Regions from separate parts of the Ovis aries genome. Here region 1 is linked to region 2. The links are chromatin contacts, called in public Hi-C maps. All regions are on one chromosome and are shown on one strand. Each heading gives the region's core, a stretch centred on a gene start, on an enhancer-like site or on the middle of the called end of the contact. The rest is flanking DNA. Distances are from core to core; before and after follow the strand shown. Region 1 holds the start of SLC7A10 (solute carrier family 7 member 10). Region 2 has its middle 6.4 kb from the start of LRP3.

Region 1 (2,717 bases), core at 178-2,677, 35 kb before region 2:
GCGCGAGGGCTGCAGCGCCGCCGGGCGGCCTCCCCCTCCGCGTCCCGCCAGGGTCGTCCCACGCCTACTCCCAGGTCCCCACCCCCGGCTCCGAAGGTCCCCCTCGCCTGCAACGCCGGTGCGCCGCCACGCCGGCAGCCCGACGCTCCGCGCGCAGCCCAGCTCGGGGCCAGACCCCGCCCCACCCCCGTCCGCCCGTCGGAGGCCGCGGGCGGGGGGAACGCGGGTCGCCCGGCGCGGCTCATCCGCATTCAGGGGACAGCGCGTCGCGGCGGCCGCCAGGAAGGGACAAAGGCTGTTCCGCCGCCGGCCGCACCGTGCCAGACTCTCCCCTCCCGCCGCCCTGGTGGCTCCCGACGCGGCCCCCCTCGTGTCTGCTCCGCCGGGCCGGGCTGCGCAGTCCTGACGGCTTCCGGGAGGAGGAGGCAGCGGCAACCGCCCTTGGACTCTGCACACCCGACCCCCGCCTGTGACCCCAGAGGCCAGGGCCCCCTTCTCCGCGTCTCCGGGGCAGTTGAGCTGGCCTCGTCTCCTGGTGCTGGCTGGACTGCGCGGGGCCTTCGCCAGAGACCCGAGTTCTGGTGCACCGAGCCCGAATTCTCACCTGTGGATAGAACCTGCCAGGCTCAGCGCAGAGCCGGGCTGGGCGGAGAGCGAGGGAAGGTGGGGTTTTGAGCCCAAGCCCTCCCAGGCCCCCCACGAGGCACTGGGTCCCCTCTGGATGGCCGTTGAGGGCTCCAAAGTCTTCACCCCGACCCCGTCTCCCCAGACTTTTGATGGCGTGGGCTTAGGGTCTCCTGACCCCTTCGAGGGGATCCCGGACACAACCTATACCCCTTGGAGAACTGTAGCTCCTACACCCTCCACCCAGCGTCTGTCAGGAGGCCAAGGCGGCATGGGAAAGGGTTTGCACCTGGCGCAAGCCACTCGGTCAGCTCCCTTTTCTGTCCCGGGAGCTCAGCGTCCACCCGGAGAATGGGCCCAACCTCCATCCCTCTCCTGGCACTCGCGCTCTAGGAACCCGTGCCAGGATGTAAGGGGTCCGGCAGCGCTGGCGCACAGGGGATCTCAGCACACAGACGGCTATGATGGTGGCCAGCTTCCTTCAGTCTCCTTGAGGGCAGGGACAGTCCTGCCTTTGAGCCCTGCTCCCCTACCCCCACCCCAGGAATGGCTGTAACTCAGGCAGCGGGAAGACCCACTTCTTAAGCCTTCTTGGGTCTGGGAAGTTCTTCCTAAGTCTGCCCCAAGTCCTCTCCTTCTTTCCAGGCCCGGGATGGGACGGGGAGAGCCACGGGGAGGGGGGGAGAGTTCCCTTTAAGGAAGGTGGGGGAGGGGGCTGCCGGCCGGTCTTCCTTCCGCCCCTCCCCGGCCCCCGCCGCCGGGGCTCAGGGCCCGGGCCCCGCGCCCGCGCATGCGCCCGCCTGTGGGCGCTGTCCCGGCTGCGAGGGCGGCGCGCACCGATAGCCGGACGGACAGGCGGCCGGTCGGACCGACGGGGCAGCGCGGGGAGCGGGGACGCGGCGGGACAGCGACATGGCCGGCCACACGCAGCAGCCGAGCGGGCGCGGGAACCCGGGCCCTGCGCCCTCGCCCTCCCCCGGCCGGGGTCCCGGCCCGGGCACCTCGGAGCGGGTGGCGCTCAAGAAGGAGATCGGGCTGGTGAGCGCCTGTACCATCATCATCGGTGAGTGGGACCGGGGCGGGCGGGTGCCTGGGGCGGTGAGGCCTGAGGCGGACAGCGGCTTGGGACAAGGAGCACCCCTCTCCGGGTGCGCCTAGCGGTCCGCGACGGTGGACCATGGATGAAGGATGCACGCCCGCGGCACATGCGGCGTCTCCCTTCACACCCCAGCCGCAGAGTTCCCAAGTGGCCCGAACTTCAGCGCTCTAACGAGGTGCAGGTCCCATCCACCGCTGGAATCCTCCTGCCACCCTTATTTCTTTAAACTTCTGCAGGGCAGTTTCTCTCAGTCTTATCATCTCTAACATGTGGTCCTGCCTTGAGTGCAGGAGCCTTGCCAAGTGAGCGGACACTGTAAGCTGGCCTCCTGCTAAGGCCCCCCCAGTTCTGGGTCTTGTCGCTCCAGCAGAGTTCCTACCGTGTGCAGGGTCCAGGTGCCAGAGCGTGTGAAGGATTTATTCTTCCAAAGCAGGAGGGACTGTGGGTAGCCTGGACAGGTAGAAACAGCCCAGAGTGGAAATGGGTTCAGAGAATGTAATTAGTGCCAAGATTTGCAGCTGGACCCTGGCGCAGGGGGGCGGATCAGCAGTGATGGGGTGGCTGAGTTGGGGTGGGCAGATCCCACCTGCAGAGAGGCTTCCTGGGCTGGGACCCCACTCGCATCCTCTCTGGCCCAGCTTCCCCACCTGAGAATGAGTGCATACATCCTGCCCACATATGGGGACTTCTGGGTGGGCAGAGGGCTCAGGGCCCAGTGAAAACAGTGGTGGGATTTTCTTCCTGCTGTCCCAAGTCATGAACACGGACACCTCAGGAACTGGCTAACCCAGACCTGTGTTCACACAAGGTGCCCCAGACACCCTTGTGGGAGGAGTCTGTTCCACCTCCAGTGTCCCAGGAGACACGGGCTGGAAGGATGAATGGAGTGGATTTCGACTGCTTTCCCTTTATCACCTGCTCATGCTTCCCATCCCCAGTCAGTGGGAGCTGCTTGTTCATCTCGGATCCCTGGAGATGGAAAAAGCTGGGGGCT
Region 2 (2,700 bases), core at 131-2,630:
ACAACATAAGTGCCCATTAATAAATGAATGGATAAGTAAAGTGTGATATATAGTTATAGGCATAGACATAATGCTATTCAGTGAAAAAGGAAGGATGTTCTGATACATGCTTCAACATGGATGAACCTTGAGAACATTATGCTAAGTGAAACAAGCCAGTCACAAAAGAACAAATAGTGCATGATTCCACTTACATGAGGGACGTAGAGCCATCAGATTCACAGAGACAGAAAGGAGAAAGGTCATTGCTAGGGACTGGGGGAGGAGGGACCATCGGGGAGTCACTGATGAACAAGTAAAGAGTTTCCCTTTGGGAAAATGAAAGTTCTGGAGATGGAGCGTGTTGATGGTTACACAGCAACATGACTGTACTTAATGCCACTGAACTGTACACCTCAAAGTGCTTAAAACGGTAAATTTTGTGTAATAGGTGTTTGCCCACAAATGAAAAATACTGAAAATAGGGATGTGCCCAGTGTTCCAGTGGCTAAGACGCCATGCTCCCAATGCTGGGGGCCTGGGTTCGATTCCTGGTCAGGGAACTAGATCTCACATGCCGCAGCTAAGAGTTTGCATGCTACAACTTAAAAAAAAAAAAAAAATCCTGCATGCCACAATGAAGACTGAGGATCCTTCGTGCCACAGCTAAGAACTGGCATAGCCAGATAAATAAATAGGTATTTTTAAAAGTACTAAAACTGGCAAAATTCCGAGTCGTGACAACATTTCCACCTGGACTCTGGGGTGAGGTGGCCAGCCTAAGTGTCTGCTGTGGATTTAACGTGTTTCCCAGCATCCCTACCCTCCCAGAACCTCACAAAGCTCAGAGCAGAGCCCTGCTCCACCCTGGGCAGCCCAGGGACCCTGCCTGCTGCATCTGCAGGCACATTGGCAATGGACTCAGTGCAGCAAAGTACATCTACCTATAGACACTCCCCAGGCCGCCGCTCGTTCTTCCAACTTTAATAGACCTGCAGCAGTAAAATCATTTTACCTTCAGTATTGAGCGGTAATTTTCAAAGCATAGGCCTGGAACAGTGATAGTATGCTGTAAAAGCCCCATTGCAAAAAAAAAAAAAAAAAGGCTTTTTACTGCAATAAAAATGTTAGTGCCAGGTCACCCCCTTGGTTTACATAACCCTCTCCACAGTAATTTTGAATAAGGAGTGCAGTTTTAATTTTCAATCAAAAAGCCCCCCCCTCGGCCTTGCTGAACCACTCAGAAGTACCCTGAAACAGTAATCATTTTGTATATTGATTTGGGGGGGGCAATCAATCCAATTCAGTCCACCTCACTAAATTATTAATGGAGCAAAGTACATCAGAACCCGGAGGTGAGTAAACAGGTACTGTTTGTTCTTTAACTTCATTGCTGCCACAGGAATGAAGGTGACAGTTTGAAACCCTGAGTCCAGAGGCCAGTGTACAGCTCTGGGAAACCCAAGGGCACAGGGAGAGATGAGGAAAGGCATGGGGACAAGCCCTCACAAGCCAAAGTGTCTCCTTCATGGTTGAAGTCAAGAGAGTGGAGACTCAGCTCCCTTCCAGCATGTGGGCAAGACGAAAGAGCCTGTTGAGGGGCCCCAGGTGGCCCCTAGGGAGGCCACTTTTCCCTGTTGAGTTCCAAGGACTCCTGGGGGACAATAGGGAGCCTACTGCCGTGCTGCTCACTCACCCAGGCTAGGAGGACCCCTCCTCTACCATGGTGGGTTGTGAGCCTTTATTATGGACTTAGTAGTTGTATTTAAGTCAGCTCATTCTAAAATAAGAAATATACTTACGTGTTTCTGCTTCAGAAAGAAATCTTACATCATTACCCTGAACATAAATCCAGATCTCTAGCCATAACTTAGGAACTATGATCTATGATCCAAACAAAACATTGCACCTTTTTTTTTTTTTTTTTGCCTACATCCCTGTTTTCACCACCGAGAACATTTAGGAAGTAATCTAGAGAATTAAAGATGCACTAGCTTCAGGACTTCCCTGGTGGACCAGCGGAAAAGACTTCATCTTCCAGAGCAGGAGGTATGAGTTAGATCCCTGGTCGGGGAGCTGAGATCACACATACCTTGTGCCAAAAAAAAAAAAAAAACACCTAAAACAGAAGCTATCTTGTAACAAATTCAATAAAGACTTTAAAAATGATGCGCATTAAAAAAAACTTTAAAAAAAGACGTACTACCTTCAAAGCAAAGATTTTCTCTTCAATCAAATGAGAAACACTGGAGAAGAAGTGAAAGAGAGGAGCATCCTAGCATTGTGGTTCAATAGTATTTATGGCCTTTGGACAGCAAGGAGATCAAACCAGTCAATCATAAAGGAAATCAACCCTGAATATTCCTTGGAAGGGCTGAGGTGGAAGCTGAAGCTCCGATTCTTTGGCCACCTGATGTGAAGAGCTCACTCGTTGGAAAAGACCCCAATGCTGGGAAAGATTGAGGGCTGGAGGAGAAGGGGGTCATAGAGGATGAGATGGCTGGATGGAATCACTGACTCAATGGACTTGAGTTTGAGCAAGCTCTAGGAGATAGTGAAGGACAGGGAAGCCTGGCATGCTGCAGGACTTGGGGTTGCAAAGCATCAGACACGACTGAGAAACTGAACAACCAGTATTTATGGCAGGACGCAACAGCACTGATTAGGATCGTCCCAGTCACACTAGAAGTCATCCCACGCATCCCACATCCCACAAGCAGG

The links. A called contact is a pair of places that touch in the nucleus more often than the background predicts.
Region 1: a Hi-C map of liver shows a contact between it and region 2, with 1.8 times the contacts expected there. The contact joins the promoter of SLC7A10 here to the enhancer-like site in region 2. A contact is called at or near these places in 2 of 16 Hi-C or Micro-C datasets (hypothalamus and liver).

What each region holds. Positions count from the first base shown.
Region 1 is chr14:43,155,763-43,158,479 of ARS-UI_Ramb_v3.0, reverse strand. SLC7A10 (solute carrier family 7 member 10) reads left to right here and starts at 1,427. Exons shown (of 9, transcript XM_042231947.2): 1 at 1,427-1,687. The coding sequence starts at 1,537.
Region 2 is chr14:43,120,286-43,122,985 of ARS-UI_Ramb_v3.0, reverse strand. No RefSeq gene overlaps it. Among named protein-coding and RNA genes, the nearest start is that of LRP3, 6.4 kb to the left of the region's middle. Within about 2 kb of position 1,380, at least 5 of the 54 cell types and tissues checked have an H3K27ac peak or open chromatin away from gene starts, as enhancers often do. A contact at or near this core is called in liver, where this site is marked.